Linked DNA regions of Mus musculus: regions 2, 3, 4 and 5 are each linked to region 1. A link is a contact called in public Hi-C and HiChIP or PLAC-seq data. All regions are on one chromosome and are shown on one strand. Each heading gives the region's core, a stretch centred on a gene start, on an enhancer-like site or on the middle of the called end of the contact. The rest is flanking DNA. Distances are from core to core; before and after follow the strand shown. Region 1 holds the start of Bdnf (brain derived neurotrophic factor). Region 2 has its middle 120 kb from the start of Gm39905. Region 3 has its middle 95 kb from the start of Gm39905. Region 4 has its middle 38 kb from the start of Gm39905. Region 5 has its middle 5.8 kb from the start of Gm13923.

Region 1 (4,104 bases), core at 577-3,076:
GGGCCCTGTCTCAGACATACTAAAGGCCAGCCTTAGAAGAAGGAGCCTCTCTTTTAATCCTCAGACAGGTGATTATGTTAACAAGAGGCTGTGGCACCGTGCTCAATACTGCCCTCTTGTTCTTTTATATTTTTTTCTAAAAAAAAATAAAATAAAATGAATAATAAAGGTCTGTCTGCCCTAGCCTTTACTTATTGGCTGGATTAGAGGGGCAACGTTTAACAAAGCAGCAATCCAGGTAGACACTTGGCAGAGTTTATCATACAGCTAAATGAAAGTAGCCCTCCAGAACCTAGTCATGTAACTGATCTCTCATAGGTTAAAAAAAAAATCAAACAACCAAACAAAAACGGTCCAAAGACCACTCTCTGCTCTAGAGGAAGGGGGCTTAGTGAGCTACCCACCCCTCACCCTAAATCCTGGTTAAGTATATATACATATATATATTGATGTGTTGTTGCTGCCTAGATAATGACAGGCTTGGCTTCTGTGTGCGTGAATTTGCTAGGACTGGAAGTGAAAACATCTACAAAGCATGCAATGCCCTGGAACGGAATTCTTCTAATAAAAGATGTATCATTTTAAATGCGCGGAATTCTGATTCTGGTAATTCGTGCACTAGAGTGTCTATTTCGAGGCAGAGGAGGTATCATATGACAGCTCACGTCAAGGCAGCGTGGAGCCCTCTCGTGGACTCCCACCCACTTTCCCATTCACCGAGGAGAGGACTGCTCTCGCTGCCGCTCCCCCCACCCACCCCCGGCGAGCTAGCATGAAATCTCCCAGCCTCTGCCTAGATCAAATGGAGCTTCTCGCTGAAGGCGTGCGAGTATTACCTCCGCCATGCAATTTCCACTATCAATAATTTAACTTCTTTGCTGCAGAACAGGAGTACATATCGGCCACCAAAGACTCGCCCCCTCCCCCTTTTAACTGAAGAGAAGGGGAAATATATAGTAAGAGTCTAGAACCTTGGGGACCGGTCTTCCCCAGAGCAGCTGCCTTGATGTTTACTTTGACAAGTAGTGACTGAAAAAGGTGGGTTTCTTTTCTTTCTCTTTCCTCACCCCCCCCCCCGCCCCCGTTTGGTCTGCTGGGAAGCATATGGCTTTAGTGAGGTCTGTTATTGCCTAGGCTTCCCGGCTAGAAGCAGTAACTTGGTGTAATGCTATCCGGGGTTATTCATTAATAAAAAATACTGTTATTATCTTGATTGAATTCTATTAGGCACACTCCGGAGAGGTCAGGGCGCAAACTCTGGTTAAGCCGATGTGTTTAAGGTAGCGGAGTAAACCATAACCCCGCACACTCTGTGTAGTTTCATTGTGTGTTCGCTTTTTCTAGCTTTGTGGTGCGGGAAGGTGCGGGAAGGTGTGTCTGGGGCCGGGGCCTGGGGGTGGGGGTGGATGCACGCCCTCTCCCACAGAACTTGGGTGCTGGGATGGAAAAGATGGGGAGAGTTGCAAACCAGGGGAGAAAGATTTGAACGTGTGAGACTCACACTCGCTTCCTCCTACTCTAGAGCACATTGCGGGGAGTAGGGTGCCTAGGAACCGGGATTCGACCACCCCTCCTAGCAAAGGGCACCCTGCGGAGACCGCAGAGGGCAGGCACAGAGCTTTGGGTTTAAGCAGCGAGCTCCGGGGAAATGGAGAGAAGCCAGTGCAAGGCGATCAGGGATACCCCGAGGGCTTCCGAGGGCTTCCGAGGGCTTCCGAGGGCTGAGCCCCCGCAAGGAAAAGGCGCGTCGTCCCCTTTAAGCAGCCACCCCAATGGGTATCGGTGGCGCGGCGGAGCAGGGAGGGGATAGGGGCGGCGCTGTCTGACCAATCGAAGCTCAACCGAAGAGCTAAATAATGTCTGACCCCAGTGCCTGGCTCTGGCTGAGCTCTGGGTGCCCGTCGCTGCTGCCGTGCCGGGGCGCACCCGCTGGCTGGCTGTCGCACGGTTCCCAGTGCGCCCGGGACTCCCGGGCTTGGAGAAGGAAACCGCCTGGGGCGGCGCGCCACCTCCGCCTGGGAGGCTTTGATGAGACCCGGTTCCTTCAACTGCCACCACTGCCTTGGGGCAGACGAGAAAGCGCACGGGGCCCAGGGCAGGGCGCAGGGACCAGAAGCGTGACAACAATGTGACTCCACTGCCGGGGATCCGAGAGCTTTGTGTGGACCCTGAGGTAGGCGACTGCGGGGCGTGGGGCTAAGTGCGAGAGCCAGAGGCGCGTGCGCCCGGGAAAGTTGGCTAGGGGACTGAGAAGTTGTGGGACTGCAGAACTCCGGCTTCACCTTCGTCCCGGGACAGCGGAGGGGCGGGCTTGCTCCTGGGGAGCGTTCTCCCGGGATCCCACGACTCTGAGGGACAGTGCGACCCCAGGAATCCCTTCAGTGTGAGAGAAAAAGCCAAGGGAAGAGGACGACTTGCGCCATGGGAGCTAAGCCTGCGTCCCGGGGATCCCCGAAGTCCTCCCGCAGACGAGGAAGGGTGGTGAGAGAGATATAGAGCGACAGCTGTTGGGGGCTCAGACGGATGGCACCGGGACAGGGCTGGGATGAGAGCCCTTACCACCGGCTTAGGCACTCTCCACGCAAATTTGGACCGGGGTGGTGTGTAGTCCGAGAATGGGTCTTGGCGCCTTCTGTCCTCATCTCTTTTCCTGGGTATCACAACAGGCTGTTCACTGTCACCTGCTCTCTAGGGAGTACTACCAAAGCTTACTTACAGGTCCAAGGTCAACGTTTAACTAGGAAAACTTGGGACCCTTCTTATCGCTGGGGCCTGAAAGGGTCTGCGGAACTCCAGGACAGCCTGTATCCGACCCTCTGTCCATCCTGCGCACCTCCCTTTGGGCATCCTCCTGAGGAAGTGAAAGTTTTGACTTTCATCCGGGAGTAGGTTGGGTGTTTATGGAGGATGAAGAGGCTAGTTTTGATTTCCAGGGATGCTGAAACAGGAAGAGCAATGGATAAGCGACCTAAGCGTAGAAAGAAATAGCTGAAGATGGGGGCTTTGTGCTTGATGACAAGGAAGAAGGGGAAATTGCTGCCGGGGGTGGGGGGGGGGTGGTGTTGTTCCCCCCGGGGCTGCTGAGGGCGGTGAGCCACAGGCTGTGAGTTTGAGTTTGAACTGGTGTTTTAGTGAAAACAATTCGTGAGTTGGGGGTGGAGCCTGGGCTAGGAAACTGGGGATGGGGACTTGGGGATGGGGGGAGCCGGAGGGAGAGAGGGAGGATCCAAGGAGGAGGGAGGGGAGGGCCAGGAGAGCTGAGCTAGGAAGGTAGAGGGTGCCCTCTTCTGGCCACACTGGCAAGAGTAGCTGCTGGGGCTCGTCGAATGGGGGCGGGGAAGTGTTTTAGGGGCAGTTTTGCTGGTCGTTATGGGGGTTGCGAGTAGAAACTTGTTGAGTGGCGTTTTGAAACAGCTTCCTGAAGATGTGCGGCTCGGTTCGGAATTTTGGCTTGTTGCATTTCTTTCCTTGAGTTGCCGGGGTGCTTTGAGATACCATTGACTAAGTGCTAGGATTTTCTTGATCTTACTTGAGGGTCTTCCCGGCATCCTAAAATATCCGTCTTCTCAGCGTCAACAACAGCCTTTTAGCCCCTCTCACAAGAATACAGGATGTTCTTGTCTGGAAGTATGTTTCTGCCTGTTTATTAATCCTTCTAGAACTTATCCTTTTTTTAAAAAGAAAGCGATGTATAATTAGGAACAGTAATTGTTATCTAATTGTATATGAAAGGCTAAATGACTCCCCCTTCCCAACAATTGGATCAACTTACTGAAAAATATACCCCTCTTTTAATTCTTCTCCAAAAATCGATTCTTTTATACATTAGTTATAAGGTCAAAAGCCATTTTGATCCTTCGATTGATTTTTGTTTTGTCTTGTTGCATTATTTATTTATTTATTTTATTTACGGGTTTGATTCCTCTAAGCATCCGGGCCCCTGTAAGTTTGAGACACTATTTTCAGGTCGGAGGTATCTGAGGTTAGAACAAGAGCGGTTCAAGCTGTTACACACAATAGGCTTAGTCAGGCGCAGAGGATGAAATAACATTAGGGAGCTTTAAAAATAATTACTGCAGTTCACTGATTTTTCATAAGGTTTGG
Region 2 (4,104 bases), core at 427-2,926, 940 kb before region 1:
ATATCCCAAAAATCAAGCTGAAAAAGAGTATTTTAAACAATTTAATTTATATTCACATTTTTTTCTTGGTAAAAAACATTTTTATTAGATATTTTCTTTATTTACATTTCAAATGTTGTCTGTCCCCTTTCCTAGTTTCCCCTCTGAAAATCCCCTATCACCTCCCCCCTTCCCCTGTTCCCCAACCCACCCATTCCTGCTTCCTGGCCCTGGCATTCCTCTATACTGGGACATAGAAGCTTCATAGGACAAAGGCCCTTTCCTCCTATTGATGACCAACTAGGCCATCCTCTGCTACATAAGAAGCTAGAGCCATGAGTCCCACCATGTGTTTTCTTTGATTAGTGGTTTAGTCTCAGGGAGCTCTGGGGATACTGATTAGTTCATATTGCTGTTCCTTCTCTGGGGCTGCAAACCCCTTCAGCTCCTTGGGTTCTTTCTCTAGCTCTTTCATTGGGGACCCTGTGCTTCATCCAATAGATGGCTATGAGTATCCACTTTTGTATTTGTCAGGCACTGGAAGAGCCTCTCTGGAAACAGCTTGATCAGGCTCCTGTCAGCTAGTTGTTGTTGGCATTAGCAATAGTTTCTGGTTTTGGTGGTTGTTTATGGGATGGATCACCAGATGGGGCAGTCTCTGGATGGTTATTCCTCCAGTCTCTGCTCCGAACTTTTTCTCTGTAACTCCTTCCATGGGTATTTTGTTTCCCCTTCTAAGAAGGATCAAAGTATCTAGACTTTGTTCTTCCTTCTTCTTGAGTTCCATGTGTGTTTTGCAAATTGTATCTTGGGTGTTCTGAGCTTCTGGGCTAATATCCACTTATCAGTCAATGCATATCACTGTTCTTTTGTGATTGTGTTACCTCACTAAAAATTTTACCATCACTCTATAATGCCAGTCTCTATGGTATTCATCACTCATTTTTATTCTTTACTTATTTTTTTTACTCTTACTAGTTATTTACATCTATTTTTCATTAGAATGTCAGATTCCTCCCCCAAAAATAAATCAAAATTCTTATCTCTTTCATACCACCCATGCATGACGTATGTGCTCAAAATTATGCACTGGAAGAGACAAAATGAATAATATGCACATTGGTAAGAGAAAATTCACAAGAATGCAGTGATCACTCCTGGCCAGGGACTAGGCAGATAGACAGGTGAGGAAGAAAGAGAGAAACAAGGAAATGTGGTTTGTTTGTTTGGTTTTTTTTTTTTGTAAGACTAAATAAACACATTGCAAAATAATTTCAGCCCAACCTCAGAAGTTCCCGTAATATTTACCAGTTTCAGTATAATTTAGAAGGTCAAAGTCTCTTTCTGAGACTCATGGTAATCTCTTAACTATGAGATCTTATTAAATGAAAACCCTAGTTATGCAATCCCAACAGGGTAAACATTCTCATTCCAAAAGGTAAGAATGAGGACCTCTCTTGTGACCAAATGAGGCTTTCAGTAGCAGTTGTGTGTTGTATTCAACTGAGTTTTTGGCCAAGAGGATCCCATGAAAGTCTCAAACAATGCAGACTGTGATTAAGACACTGTAAACTGACAGCAGGGCTCCATTGCTGCAGACAACACCCACATAACTCACTGAACATCTACATAGAGTCTTTACCACTATGCTCTAGTGTCTTTGGCATAGGAAGATCCTCTACAGGTTATGAAAGGAGAAATGTTAACACAAACTCAGTCACAAAACCTTTGATCTACAATCTGTCCTGCCTGCCAGTTATGCTAGGGAAATACTTGTGAATATAATCTAGGAATCTCTGATTTGACTTTTGACCCACTCCATGACATGGAAACTATCACCTGACATTGCATGGCAAAGAACCAGAGACTAGATAGCTCAGAGAAAACAAATACTACTGGTCTAAAGAAAAGTATCAATAAAATGATTCTTAATGATATTCCTCAATACTCACAGATCAATGTCTTAGTTAGTAATCATCTTCGTAGCATCCTCCAACAGATAATTGGAATAGATGCAGTGACCTGCAGCCAGACATTGTGTGGTAAGTGAGTCTAAATGGAATGTCTCCATCAAATCCTTCCCCTCAGAGCTCAGGGAAGCCCACTGCAGAGGAGACAGGAAAAGCTTAAGAGCAAGAGTGGATGGAGAACATCAGAAGAACAAGGCCCGTGAATCAACTAAGTAAAGCTCATATGAACTCACAGAGACTGAAGCAGCAAACACAGGGCCCACATGGGTCTGTACCAGGTCCTCTGTGTATATATTATAGCATTTATCTTTGTATTTTTAATGGAAGTACTGAATGTGTGAACTAGTGGGTCTCTGATTCTTGTACCTGCTCTTAGAGACAGAAAGGGAGTAGATCTGGAGTGGAGGAGAGGTAGGAGGTCCTTGGAAAAGTAGAGAGAAGGGAAACTCTAGTTGGGACACACAAACACACACACACACACACACACACACACACACACATCCTCTTTTCCATAAATGGAAAAAATGAGGATGTAGGAAGGAATATTCAGACCAAAGCAAGATTAAAACAGGGGAAATACCTAATTGTATAGTTGTTCCTGATATCTAAAGCTTAGGAGGGAGCCTTCTGAGTTCCAATGAGTTTAGCTAGTCCAACTAGTCCAGGTCTGCTACCTGCAAGCATATATCCTCTCTGTTGAACTGTGTACACTCCACATGCTACCTCCTTCTCCTGGTGTATGCTATGTAGGTTTTGCCTCCAAACCCTGGAGTTTCTGCTATAATTGAAGTGCTTCATTGCTTCGGACTCAGAGCTCCAGTCTCTTAGAGCCTATTTTCAGGGACAACAATCCTGCTGCTTATCATCTGGCCACAGCAGCTTTCTGAAAACATGGCTAAAAATTTGACGAATCCCCAAATTGTGCATCTTTAATATCTGCAAACGTAGAGTCATGTGGGCAATGCTGCCAAGTTATGCTGCCAGTTCAGGATTTAGCCTATTCCCTTTAGACCACAGTTACAGCAGCCTCTGAATACTGGCCCTAGGGAAACACTCTTACAGCCAGTTCTTTCTAGGAACAGTGAACATGTTTAGCATTGTGAGTGCAGAGACTCTCCTTTAAAATCCATTTGCATTGTACAAGTTTATGCTTTTGATAGGTGAGGTGTTGTCTTCAGAGCTCTCTCCCATTATCCCAGTGCAGCTCTCCTTCCCACCACATGCCATATATGTGTGTGTGTGTGTGTGTGTGTGTGTGTGTGTGTGTGTGTGTGTGTGTGTGTGTGTGTGTTTGAGTCTTATACCTGGAAAACCAGAAATTTTTCTTTATTATCCTGCTTCACTTGTTGCTTCTTGTCACTGGGGACCTTGACAGCAGTGGTAAGCAATAACCATGCCACAATCTTAACACTATTCTGCCTTGAAAACGCCCACAATGGGCACAGCAGGCCATTACTTTTAAGTTCAGCTTCACCCAAGTTCTACACGCAAAGGCAGACTATAACCTGAGCGGCCTCTGGCCCAGTTCCCAATAGTCAATGTTCTATGATGCATCACCTTCTAGGCCTCTCCTTTCACATTATTGTCTTCAAGCCACCACCAAAATAGAACACTGAAGCACTCTGTGGTTTTTGTAGCTCACAGCTGTAAACTTTTCTGCATAGTCCTGCTCCCTAAAACTGGATCCAAAGGCTTAAGAATCATGTGTCCAGGTTTACCACACAATCTTCCTATTCTCTATACCAATTTTCTATATTACTTAGTTAATTTTCCCATCACTGAGATAGTGCCTGATGAGAAGCAATTTAAGAAAGAAAAGGTTAATATTTTTTTTCTTACAGTGTGAAGTATACTGGTTAATTTTTTGTCAACTTAACCTAAGGTGGAGCCATCTGAATAGAGAGAATGTCAATTGAGAAAATGTCTCCATGGGGTCATGTAAGCCACAAAAACTCCCTAATCCCCGAGTTGCATTTTGTCCATGATGTTTTATCCTGGAAACAAAAAGGAATATAAAACTCAGGGGATATACAGTCCATTATAGACACCAAAGAAGGGGGACACTGGGTACTTCCACAATCAGGAAGCAGAAAGGTAAATTCTGTTTCTTAGGTAGTTTTTCCCTATTTCGTTCATCCAGTACCCTAGCCTAGGA
Region 3 (4,104 bases), core at 491-2,990, 910 kb before region 1:
AATACTGCTTGCTGGTTTGCTCCTTGTGTCTTGTTCCTTGTGTCTTGCTCAGCCTACCTTCTTATACAAACTGTCATATACACTCTAAACCTGAATCTGACTTTGTCTTACCCTAACCCTAAGAATAGCCCACCCTGCCCAGGGGTTGAACTGCTAAAATTGTTTGGGCTCTCCCACATCAATTATTAATCAAGAAAATTCCACACAGAGTTGCCTGTGAGACACTGTGATCAAAATATGTACTCAGTTGAGGAGGTTCCGCTTCACAGAAAGACTTCACCTTATATCAGGTGTCAAGTTCATCAGAGAGAGAGAGAGAGAGAGAGAGAGAGAGAGAGAGAGAGAGAGAGAGATTGCCATTGTATATTGCTTAAGTATCCAGTATCCCAAGGCCTATCATATCTTCTATTAGTCTCATGTAGACATGACTGACAGTATCTGATTTATAGTTTTCCCAGTAAAGTAATTAAGAAGCATCTCCACGAAGTGGCTTATGAACCATTTTATATCAGGGAGGCTGTGAGGTTCACTGTTTACTAGTTAGAGGCTGGGCCTACATTCCGAGTCACTTTGTTTTGACTTTCTATTAAGTGAACTTCGGGCCTCAGTGACTGAGCTTCTAGGGATGTTCCAGTATTAGGTATAGAAAAATATCAATAACTGAATAGGAGCAGTGAGGAATTCCTAGACACACTTTAAATATTCTGTTCATATACAAAGTTGACAGCAATGGAACAATCAAAGAACAAGTGTGTAAGTACACAAAGTTTCACTGAGTGTCAAACAGACCAGAAATTAGCTAAGGAAAAAAACCTTCAAGAAAGAGTTACATCGGAGTTACATACATATACACTACCTATGTCAGAAACATTTCAGAGTTTATAGGCCACTCATAGCTATCTTTTGATTAATTATTATCACCCTCACCTGAATAAGAAAATGAATAGGAAAATGAAACAGTTTATCATGGTTAGGACAGCAATAGAATTGCAAGTGTTTGATTGCAGACTTACTTTGCCTGCTTGTTTAATGATATGATAAACTAGGAAGAGAAAGCAGAAGCCACTGTAAATGAGTGTAAAACACGAGACCAAACAAATAGAAACTAATCGGAGCTGACCGAGTGCAGAGGGATGGATGCACAGCAATATTTAGTCTCTCATGGGGAGACTGGTGGGAAGGAGCCTGGCCTAGCTATCAATCACTTCATGGCTTACCAGAGAGACACAATAACATGGAAGATAGAGTTCTACAGTCTACCAACAGTACAGGAAAAGAGCCTTTGTTTCCTCATCTATAAAATGGGATACTGCTTCCAAAATATGCTACAAGTTTCCAATGGCATGTGTCATATATTTTTAAACTGATCATTTATCATACATTTTGTTATTTTGTTTTGTTTTGTTTTACTTGTCATGACAGGAACCCAGTGCTGTCAGAGGTGTGCAAAATAGTAGGTGGTTGTTGGTCAGAAAACACGTGGTCCATGCCATCAGTTAAAACAACCACCTGCAAAAGCAGCCCTGTACATTATTCACTGAGCTCTGACAGATGCTTCAGTGGTTTTATTTTGGCCAGCTCAAACCAGCCAGAACGGTTTGTGCAGCTCTAGAAAGCAAGCTGTGTTTGGCCTGTGCATTTTGGCATCCTGGACCACGGGATCTTGGTGGGGAGAGAGGAAAGGAGGAGGGAGGATGGAAAAGTACCCGGCAGTACCTCTTAAATCCAACTTCCTGCTGACTCTTGCTGACTCTGAGTCACCAACAGCATGCCTTCCCTCCCCTGCGGCCCATCCGCCCATTAGGCCAGCAGCTCGCCTATGCTAACTTCCCTCACTTGCTCCCACACGTGTGCTCAAGGTGGAGGCAACCCTAATGAGGAATCTCAAGGAAGCTGCTGCAGCAGCCATTTCTTCCTCAGCTGTCAGAAGGAGGCTTGCAGCCATCTCACCTGCAGGGCACACTTGGCCTCATCCCCACACAGCTTAGCCTTTAGATGAAGGTTTCCCTAACCTCTGTGCCGCAAAGCCTTCCCGTAGATTGAGACTCTCTCTCGTTGAGCCCTAGGCTAGGCTCTTAGAACACAGAGGCGACAGATTGGATTGCTCGTTGACGTGGAGAGCCTAGAAACTGCTTTTGGGATTTGTCCCAGGCACCTGCGCTGTGGGAAATCTGAATACGCGCGATATGACCGCCAAGAGGAAAAGGATGACTGAGGATTTCTAATAGTCACTGTTCAACCTGTTCTACCTGACGCATTGAATCTAGTTTCCAAAGCAACCCATACTTCAGGCTCAGTGTACAGAAAGAACCTAACCAATCAATCACAAAACTTGGTAGCAGCACGGAATCCTGGAGTCTGAATCAGATCAGGTGGGGCTCATGGTCTCTGTTGGATGGAGCACCTTAGGTGATTCCACTGACTAGGCTGTTTGAGAACATAGCACGAGTCTGTGATTTTTCAGTGCTCTGGGGGGACAGTCTAAGGCTCAACTGAGGTTTCTTAAGTGATTACTTCAGGAAAGGAAGGAAGGCATTTTTGCCAAGGGGACTGCAGAATCTCAGGTACCAGACCATTGTATTGTAGGTTAAAACCATGTCTCCCCAAAAGATATCCTGAGTTCTAATTTCTTGACCCATTACTATTACCTAATTTAGATATTAAATCTTATCTGTTAACGTCGGGATTAGAGAATGTCTTAAATTCCATGTGAATGGTTTCCCAATGAGGGAAATTGAAACTTAGATGTTTGAGTATTGAAAGGCACAAGAAGACTAAGGAAAAGTGCAGACAGAGCTTAAAGTCTTGTTTCCATAAACCAAGCTACACCAAGAATTTTGAAGACACTAAAATCTGGAAGAAACAGAAAGTATGGCCTTTCCTCTTAAATTCATGCCTCCCCCCGCCCCGTCTCTCTCTCTCTCTCTCTCTCTCTCTCTCTCTCTCTCTCTCTCTCTCTCTCTCTCTCTCTCTCTCTCGCACACACACACACACACACACACACACACACCACACACACAAAGACATACACACACCTGTGTGTAGATTGCTTAGTGCCTTTGCTGTTATTCATATATACATACATACAGGGCTGACTGCCACTTGATATTGAATACCCTATGCAGGAGTTTCGAAAAAATTCCTCTCTCAGCACATGGACCATCATTACCCACTGACCATCTAAGTGTAGGACTTTATGAAATGTTTCCTATCCTCATTAGCATGTTAACTAGTAGTGTTCTTTTATGAATCTTGTTCAGGCAACCATACTGCTAGGAGTTTATGGGCATTTCCCCTGATATGTCTTGGTGACACTACCTAATGGGAAGCATCCAAGTCCTCTGGCTCATACAGTATTTCTGTCCCCTTTTTCTAGATGTTCCCTAAGTCTTAGGTTTAAGGGTGATATAGCATATGAAGCAAATGGAGTTGAGAATGCCCAGGGATACTTATTCTCTGCATTTTGATGAATTATGGATCTCAGTACAATCTCCATCTGTTGCAAAAGGAAGCTTGTCTGACAAGAGGTGATATAAGCTACACTATCTGTTTTTACAACTATTAAGAAGACACTTAAAATTATATTAGTTTAAGAAAATGACTGTGGTAGCTTGTCCTCTAGGGTCTATGACCTTCCCAGCCTTGGGCAGTTGGTTCATTTTACAGTTCCAAGAATGACTTTTTCCCACTGAGTGGGCCTTCTACCTAATTAGATAGCTTTTGGCTACTCCAAGAGGAAAAAGTGCTACTACTGTAGTTTTGGAGATATATAGCCAGCCTTGGAGTTACTGTGTTTCACACACTTTACAGCTGGGTAGGAATACCAGTTGCTCCTGTGTCTTGTCAGCTTATATACCACCTTCATATACAATGAGAGCCAGTCTTGAAGGAGGAGGCTTCCAGATGAGTTCCAACTTGGTTTCTCTATATCCTGTGTCTGAAGTGTGTAGAGTCCTCATTATGGTAATATACATATTTTAAGTAGAGAAACTTGGCTGTTACATTATACTTTTGAGCTTAGCATAATCTATCATTTGATGAATTTAAAAGAGGACTTTACTAACAATATTTGAAAACCTACCATGTTGTCCCAACTGAACATCA
Region 4 (4,104 bases), core at 1,103-3,602, 770 kb before region 1:
GGAGGAGAGGGAGGCCTGAGCACTATTATCAGATCAAGGAAGTAGAGAAGATTAAGAACCACACTGTGTTCAATATCATACCCATGAAGCTCTATGCTTGAAATTTTTCATGAATATTTTCTAAAGACTTCTCACTAACAGTAAAAACTTCAGAATCAGTAGACTCAAGAAGTCTTACTGTTCAGGTGATTAAAAATTAGCAGAACTGAATTCAAATCTTGGCTTTGTCAACGATGTATATACTCAGGCTCATTTCATAGATGATGTTTAGTATTGCCAACTTGATGAAATCTAGAATCACCAGGGAGACAGATTTCTGGCATATCTGTAAAAGACTATCTTATCAACTAGCTTCTTGTTTTAAACAGCCAGGGTCAGGCTCACCTGCCTAGGGACTAGGGATGCTGCTTCCCAGCTCTCTAGGTCTTGGGTTCTTCCATACCAGCCTCTGGGTCCTCCCACATAAACCATCAGTCAAAGATGATCTCACACTGACATGGCCACCACTGCCCAAACTAACCTGGGAAATTCTCCCATTGAGTTTCTCTGTTCCTATATGGTCCTGCGCTGTAGCAAGCAGACACTAAACACTAACCAGCACGATTCCTTGCATTGCCTTTGTGAGAGTATTTTATCACAGCAACAAGAAAAGAAACTAAGACAGTGTTGACTCTGTATCTGGAGTGCCTGTAAGTCCTTCCTAGTCTTTGCCATTTCCTAAAGCCAGACATCATTGCTTGGTGTTTAACATACATTAAATTCTACACTTACGTGTGGCTCTCCTATTTTTACCATTTCCCTTGGACAATGCCAGTCAACTCCATGGATTCTGTACTTGCCCTCATAAAGAGAAAGACTAGAATTGGTTTCTGAAAATCACAAATGGAGACATGACACAGGCTTTCCAGGACGTGTCAATGTGTAGGTGAATCATGCATTGCTCACGACAATGGGAATAAGTCAGCATTCAAGGTTAAATTTTCTTTTTGTCTCCAGTTCCTTTTTCTAAAATTTATCAGTTTCTGACATTTACACACAGCAAGAACACAAAGTCACAGAAAACCTATGCCCTCACTACCCCCTACAGGGTCTATTTCAATGGCTTTCAGCTTTGAGGTACAGCAGGCAGACAGTGCCTTTGGATGTCTCAACAGCAGAGAGAGACACCTGCTACAATGTGTGCCTCTCAACTCTGCCAGCCTAATAACCCAGCCCAGACCCACCAGAGGGTAGGAAGGTAACAGAAGCTGCTTCATTGTGCGCCTATAAGACCAGAATGGAGAGGGAAGTTCTCATGAACAAAGCTTTGGCCAGCCCCAAAAATATTTTCATATAAGACTAGTGTCAGCTGCACATGGGATTGCTTCCCTTGATGCAGGAAAGAAAGCTAGTTGTGAATCAGTCACAGTTTGTGCTCAATATATTTCTTATATTTGTCATCCACTCAATCAACTTTTCCGACAGCCTATTTGTGCCAGACTCCTTGAGCCTTGTACCTTGTGGAGCAAAAGGGCAAGAATATTACTGGTTAGTCACAGTACAGGGTGCTAAGCCCTATGAGCACAGAAAAAAAGAAACTCTGGCAGATTGTAAGAAGAAGAAAGTTCTTGATTTTTTTTTAAAGAATTTTAAAAATTACCAAGAGAGAGAAAGAATGTATCTAGTTATATTTAAATTTCAAGACAATTACAAATAAGGGGTTGTTCCGTTTTGTTTTGTTTATGCATACATGTTTTGAGTCAAAATGAAAAATACTTATACTTTAAAACATATTGGATATGTATATGAAATTACAGCTGAACTGTCCTTCATTTCTGAGGTCTTCTCTGAGGCGGTCCTCAGACAAGGTCTGATTTGGGGAAAAAGTGATATACTCAAGGACTTAATTTTTTTTAAATATATTAATTTTTCATGGTTAGAGTTGCTTCACTTCTGTACACAGAAATAGATATCCAGGCTGTACTCCTCTATGCTCAAAACAAGTCCCTCTTTAAGAAAAAGGTCAACAGTGCAGATAACTTAGCCTTTCCATGTTCTCTGCCCAGACATGTATTTGATAGGACTAATATGAGATCTGTAGGATAGATGAATGACAGATGGCCTTAGGTATTATCAGGATTTTCTCTTTTCATTCACATGGCTAGCTAAATCTTACTCCTAAGAACCAAGTACAAAGTAGTTGTTCAATAAACATCAAATGCTTAAATCAACAACAGAAAAAAATAATGCAGAGAGAAAAAGTCGAGCTTTGCTTTGCCTTGCTAACATCTTCCTTTCTCCAGTCCTTACTTCCCTTGCTGATAAAAACCAGATGACCTGCTTCTCCTTTTAAGGCCAGTCTGAGTTGTTCTGCCTGTGTGTATATTCAGAGACTGTCCTATATATTAGAAAAAATCCATAAAGCCCTTCTATTTCTCTTTTAGGGAGGCTAAGATTTAATATGTAAAGATAATATTGAGCAATAACTCATTGGGAAATTACTTTTGCTAAATTTAGACAGTGTTTTTGTTTCGTAATTCTCCACAAATCCTTTCAAATTTCTAATCCTAGGACCAGTTTCAAAACCTCCAAGCTTCTCTATCTTGACATGATGCCACAAATAAGTCAAATCTTTTGATAAAAATAAAAACTACGTATTTAGGTTCATCTTGGACATGAATGTCACCTTTTGGCTTTGCTATTTTAAAATTTTAATTATATGTCTGCAAAAAATAAGGAATGATTATTTTTTCTACTTTAATTTTCTTCAACATTTTTAACCTGCAAGACCAACGGGCAAATTATGCCTGGGCTTTTTCTTCTAAGAATGAGATCAATCAAATTAATGATACTAGACCCCCAACTGCACATGAAGAATCTACTGAGGAATCGTTGTCATGACCCAGTCCTGGGTCTTGGCCTAAAGAAATTAAATCAAAATCCTAAGGGATGTAATGACTTCTAAGTGAATCTAATTGGCGGATTGCCAGAACTGAGATATACTGAATTCAGTCCCCAGACTTGTTTCCATGGCATCGGATCTTTATACTGTCCTTGCAAGATATGTGAAGCCAACAATAGGTCACCCAGTCTTGGAGTGTTATGAAGAAAATGGATTTAGGGAGAGACATTAACGTGGAGAAGACTAAGGGTCTGAGGCTGCAGCAAGCACTTCGTTTCCATAATAGTTGAGAATGTGTGAGGGTTTGCTGACTTGCTTCTTGGTGTTTAAGTAGAGTGGATGTCTAAAACCACCCTACTGAGCAGGACCATGTGAGAAAGCATGTGGACCAGACTCTGCAGGCTCATTTAAAACAGGGTTCTCAGCCATGACATTGCAGCTGCTGCAGAGATTAACTATGGCTCCAAAAAAAAAAAAAAAAAAAAAAATCAGCCTTTCTTCTAAGCCCTGCTTTTCTCCTTTCAGTCTTTATCTTCTTCAGCTCCTTCAATGCTGATGTTTCTGAGGGAGATCACAGAAGTAATAGGAGATGAGAAAAAAGATGCTGTCTGGCAAGGTAAAGCCAGGGCACAGCTTCTTGTCTTTTCTTTGTTTATGTTGTTGAATTGAACATTTGATGTTTATTGAACAGCTATTATATATTTGATCCTAAGGAGCCTCTTACTGAATCTGAGTGGCAGGGTAGGACTTAGGTACATGAAGGAGAGGAAAAATACAACTTCTCATTAGGACCCCACTTATTCACATACCTGACAGATCTTATATTGGTCTTACCAGGGGCATGAACTGGGCAGAACTATGGAGGCATTAATCTCAAAGGTCACTTTTCTCTCTTCTTATGACACATACACTTATGTTACCATGTAACTAACAGGTAGACTTGGGGCTTCTCTTCATTTTCTTATCTTTATCTAATTCTCATGGCAATAATTAGTGGATTTCCCACTGAACAACCAGATGTTCAGAAAGGAACATTAGCATGTCAAAGATCACACACCAGGTAACTAGCAGATTTAGTGTGTACCTTGGTAGCTCTGTCACCTGTGACCAACATTCCTACTTTTGGTCATTTTTTTTTTTTTTTTTTGGACTAGTAAAAATTTCCATTCTGACTCCAAGGCACTATTGGTTTGCTAAATGCTGTGGTAATTTCTGGACCCTGC
Region 5 (4,104 bases), core at 499-2,998, 680 kb before region 1:
AGGATGTCATAAATAAGGGAATGCTTTGGAAGGATGCTTCTGAGAATGAATGTTTGCCAGCTGTGCTCAAACGTAGGTGTGCTGGGAAGCACACTCTTGGATTAAACAACCTTCCACCTTCAGTGACCAAAACTTGTAAGAATATCTAAAATTCACTGATGTTGTTGCCCTTCCTTATTTTTGCCAGATTCTCCACTCAGATTTCATAATTTTCTCCATATAGCAATGCTCTGAGATTAATACTATCCCTTGCAGTGTACAAAGTTATGTGAGGAAATAATTACCCTGCTGTAAGAGATTTAGATAGGCCAGAATAATCTAACACTAAAATCCTTTCCATTTCCCCGTATCAGACCGAGAGTCCAGGTCACTGACTGAAAATTGTGGTCCTCTCCTTCTGTGGTGAAAAGGAGGCTTTATTTCCCTCCAACACATTTTCAAGGTGACAAAATTATAATACAGCTGAAAGGCCATTGCACTCATATTGACCGACCGACCAGATCAGGTAAATTCTTATCAAAGTAGCTATTGGTATTTTTACTTAATTGTGCCAAATTTTATCAAACCATCACATCATGCAGTAATACAGGAGAGTAACAAAATAGCAGTAACCATTTTTTCTTCACCAAATCAGTGTTTTTATTTTGATCCTTACCCAATATCCAAAACATGTATTCTGCTTACCTAATTATGTGATTATTCCTACCATAGTTCGTTGGATGGCGTAACAGTATTCTCCATTGGGAAGGCAGCATGTCACGGGGAGATTTTCGAAGTGGAGAGATGGAGTCCTTACTGCACCTACATTTATAGACTCTGATCTTTATTGGGGTCCTACTCCATTCTAAAAGGGACTAGGAAACAGTCAAGAACCTATGAGCAATAACCTTTGGAGACTCAGCTTACTTACTGCTCACCAAACTTCTTGTCTAATTCTGCCATAGACTGTCACTGTACATGAGTATTCTCTTTTGTTTACTTTTCAGTCTTGTGAGAACTATCAATGTTCTAAGTCACCTCTTTCAGTCTTTCGGTCTTTGAATTGATCCTTTAAAGGCTGGAGAGTTGGTTCAGTGATTGAGAATGTGCACTCTGTTCTTTCAGCGAACTTGAGTTTGAGTCTCAGCACCCACATCAGGCAGCACACAATTGCTTGTAACTCCTTCTCTATCGGTGAGGTCCAAAACTTCTGTCCTGCACAGGCACCTTCACTCACATGCCCATGCCCACACAGAGGTACACACGCATACACCCAATTAAACTGATAAGACAGCATTGTCTTCTCTAAGACACAGTAGTTCCTGAAAAGTCAGGATGAGCTAAAGAGGGTTTGTAATAAAGGTAAGATGACATTGAGAAGAAAGTGCCACCTTGAGTGGTTCATTGATAGGTCAAGCAGCAGGAAGTGGAACAACACATACTCCATAAAGGCTAGCAAGGCTTTAATAATGAGTAAGGGGAGAGGTGGAACATTGTGCCAACATAAAGTGCCACAAAACACTTTAATTGTTAAGCAAGTAGATCACTGTGGTTTCATGTATATGCTTTCATTAGGAACCAACTGTGATTCTGGGTGTGTGATTTCTCCCTCAGGGTGTCCAGGCAGCACTGCACACCAGGCTGGAAGAATGAAGCTGCTGGGAGATGAAGGAAAACAGCTGGTGTTTATTCATGGTAGACAAGGGCTATACATGACCCTACAGAATAGGAAGGAGTTTTCAGAGTGAATGAAATTATTGGCTGGAGCTTAAAGTACTGTGAATGGCTCATTTGTGTGGATAGACATTCCAAATATCCCTGGTACTTGCTGACCAGGCTCTTATTGGGAAAGAGGAAGTTCAACTTGTAGGTTTGCCAACGACTATGTGACATTTCTCAGGGAGAAGTTTGGGGGTCAGGATCCCCATATCAGGCAGAGAAGAGGAAGCCTGACCAAGAAAACAGAGTCCTCTGTTTTGAACCTAGCTCAGAGGAGCTATCTGAACGTGGTAGATTACAATCTTAGCAGTGAGGTGAAACAGGTCACAGACACCCATTTTCCAGATAAAAGTAGTATCAACAGGTGGTCTCCATCAGAAGAGTATCATGATCCCAGGGGAACTAGACCATAGATCCATGAAACATTGATCAGGGTGTAGGAAGGATAATAGTGAGGAGTCCTTAACAAGGGGATAAATAGTCCCTAAAGGTTGATGCTTCCTGGGGGAAGAGACTTAGGATTGAAGCCCTTCAAAAATCAGCCTAGGGAAAAGGAAAAGTTTAATTTACTCAAAGCCATAGAAGCAAAATGTATACATATGACATTTCTCTGGCTTTTGTGACAAAAGTGTAAAGAATGTATGGAAGCTAGGAAGGAGATACAGGACATGTCACTGGAGAAATGGGAAGGCATCTGTTTATGATTATTTAGAGCCCACAAGGACACACACAGGAAAGGACTTAAAAACATGAGTAATATGACCATGTGTGCAGACTCGAAGGATTATTCTGGCTTCTACATAGAAAGAAAGGGGGAGGGGGTAGAAGGATGGGCAAAGAGATGGTGATATACAGAGACAGACTGTGCAAATGAAGCAAACTGTTGGCTTTCCTGCTACATAAAATAGACTCAAGTAGAGTTAATTTTCTGGCAGCTCCTCTGTCCTCCATCTTCTGCTAAGGTCTGTACTCCAGAAGGTGGCCCCAGAGGGCAAGTCTGCCAATAAAGATGATCACATGGGAATGATGACTGGTTTTCATTTTACAGTGGTTTCCTTTCATGCTCTGCATGGCCTCTCATGCCCCCATCCCAGGCAAGCTTATGAGACTACATAGGCCTGCACTGCCTCTATAGTAACTATAAACACATGTTTTCTGCTCTCTCCAATTGGGGCAGAAGTGCCATAAGTTGCAGCTCACCAGAGAAGAGAAGGGGCATGAAGCTGTTTGAGATGCCTTAGGTAATTACAGCCACACAAAATGTCTCAGCCTCATGTAATAAATCATATCTTCCACATCTGTCAGGGCAAGAATGAAAAGGAAGCATGTCTTCTCATCCATGTGTGGCCAAACACTTCTCTTCTGGCCCTGTGCAAGCACAACTGAAGCTGGCAGGGGTCACTTCCCTCACAGCACATATATGCAAATAAACAAGAGGCTCAGGGAAGATAAAGTTCTATAGCTGACAATAGACAGCTTTGAAGAGCTTACATTAGAACGTTCCAGAAAGGACTATGTCTATAAATCTCTCCTTAAATGGTCTTTGTCTATGTCTCACCCATCCTTGTCATCTTTATACACCCTTTTTACCCTTTACTCTTATGATACACTCCATAAATATAACTATATGGGAGAAGAATACTACCATAAGAGTGATCTGTCTAAGGCACCAATAAGCCAAGCATGTGGCCGTGATTTAGGATCTTTTCACAAAAGCAAAAAAACCTGGGAAAAGAAAGGACAAATGTTAAGAAAGGCAACATTCTCTATATGAACAAGTTAAGACTTTTTATTAAAGTAACTGTGCATGTGTGATTTAAGTACCTGTTTACATGTGTGTAGGCACATGTCCTTGTGCATATTAGTATATAAAGACCAGAGGCAAAAATGTGATAGGGATCTTGCTCAATCATACTTCACATTAATGAAATTAATTATATCTATAATTATTCATTTTGTAGATGGGTATGTGTTACATTCCTGTACTAAACATGTGTGTCATAGAGTGGTGTTGAGATCAGAAGACAATTTGTGAGAGTTCATTCTGTCCTTCCAACGTACGAATCTTAGGATTGAAATCAGCTTGGAGGCAAGTGCCCTTACACATTAAGCCATCATGACAACCCTCTGTCTTACCTTTTGAGACAGTGTCTCCCATGGAACCTGGAGTCCACTGATTTGGATGCACTGACCAGCTGATGCACTCCACTGATTGGCCTGGGTCTTCCTCCCCCTCCAGCACTGAGGTTGCTGATCCAATCGATGTCCCTCATTGATGTGGGCGCAATCTCTGGTCCTTTTGCTTGTGCAGCAGACATTTCACTGATTGAGCCCCTTAACCCCAGCTTTAAACTATCTTAGTTTGAAGACTAGTTGAACACACCTTACACTCTATTGTGTAAATTG

The links. Hi-C and Micro-C count contacts between places; a contact is called where the count stands out from the background. HiChIP or PLAC-seq counts read pairs in DNA pulled down with a chosen protein or histone mark.
Region 2: a contact with region 1 is called in a Hi-C map of liver, with 1.8 times the contacts expected there. The contact joins the enhancer-like site here to the promoter of Bdnf in region 1. A contact is called at or near these places in 3 of 484 Hi-C or Micro-C datasets (the AML12 cell line and liver) and 10 of 115 datasets of contacts at active chromatin or transcription factors (the NIH/3T3 cell line, craniofacial prominence, embryonic forebrain and 7 more).
Region 3: an H3K4me3 HiChIP or PLAC-seq map of neural tube shows a contact between it and region 1, with 5 times the contacts expected there. The contact joins the enhancer-like site here to the promoter of Bdnf in region 1. A contact is called at or near these places in 1 of 484 Hi-C or Micro-C datasets (3T3-L1-derived adipocytes) and 8 of 115 datasets of contacts at active chromatin or transcription factors (the NIH/3T3 cell line, craniofacial prominence, embryonic forebrain and 4 more).
Region 4: an H3K4me3 HiChIP or PLAC-seq map of stem cell-derived neural progenitor cells shows a contact between it and region 1, with 7 times the contacts expected there. The contact joins the enhancer-like site here to the promoter of Bdnf in region 1. A contact is called at or near these places in 1 of 15 datasets of contacts at CTCF or cohesin (the NIH/3T3 cell line), 2 of 484 Hi-C or Micro-C datasets (the 3T3-L1 cell line and the C2C12 cell line), 11 of 115 datasets of contacts at active chromatin or transcription factors (the NIH/3T3 cell line, bone marrow-derived dendritic cells, craniofacial prominence and 7 more) and 1 of 9 other capture datasets (embryonic stem cells).
Region 5: an H3K4me3 HiChIP or PLAC-seq map of embryonic limb bud shows a contact between it and region 1, with 6 times the contacts expected there. The contact joins the enhancer-like site here to the promoter of Bdnf in region 1. A contact is called at or near these places in 1 of 39 promoter capture datasets (the 3T3-L1 cell line), 2 of 15 datasets of contacts at CTCF or cohesin (the NIH/3T3 cell line and pro-B cells), 7 of 484 Hi-C or Micro-C datasets (the 3T3-L1 cell line, embryonic fibroblasts, liver and 3 more), 8 of 115 datasets of contacts at active chromatin or transcription factors (the NIH/3T3 cell line, embryonic fibroblasts, embryonic hindbrain and 4 more) and 2 of 9 other capture datasets (adipose tissue and embryonic stem cells).

Annotation. Positions count from the first base shown.
Region 1 is chr2:109,691,737-109,695,840 of GRCm38.p6, forward strand. Bdnf (brain derived neurotrophic factor) reads left to right here and starts at 1,827. Exons shown (of 2, transcript NM_001048142.1): 1 at 1,827-2,173.
Region 2 is chr2:108,754,680-108,758,783 of GRCm38.p6, forward strand. No RefSeq gene overlaps it. Among named protein-coding and RNA genes, the nearest start is that of Gm39905, 120 kb to the right of the region's middle. Within about 2 kb of position 1,677, at least 4 of the 459 cell types and tissues checked have an H3K27ac peak or open chromatin away from gene starts, as enhancers often do. A contact at or near this core is called in liver, where this site is marked.
Region 3 is chr2:108,783,666-108,787,769 of GRCm38.p6, forward strand. No RefSeq gene overlaps it. Among named protein-coding and RNA genes, the nearest start is that of Gm39905, 95 kb to the right of the region's middle. Within about 2 kb of position 1,741, at least 32 of the 459 cell types and tissues checked have an H3K27ac peak or open chromatin away from gene starts, as enhancers often do. A contact at or near this core is called in the NIH/3T3 cell line and neural tube, where this site is marked.
Region 4 is chr2:108,917,334-108,921,437 of GRCm38.p6, forward strand. No RefSeq gene overlaps it. Among named protein-coding and RNA genes, the nearest start is that of Gm39905, 38 kb to the left of the region's middle. Within about 2 kb of position 2,353, at least 9 of the 459 cell types and tissues checked have an H3K27ac peak or open chromatin away from gene starts, as enhancers often do.
Region 5 is chr2:109,014,738-109,018,841 of GRCm38.p6, forward strand. No RefSeq gene overlaps it. Among named protein-coding and RNA genes, the nearest start is that of Gm13923, 5.8 kb to the right of the region's middle. Within about 2 kb of position 1,749, at least 14 of the 459 cell types and tissues checked have an H3K27ac peak or open chromatin away from gene starts, as enhancers often do. A contact at or near this core is called in the NIH/3T3 cell line and embryonic limb bud, where this site is marked.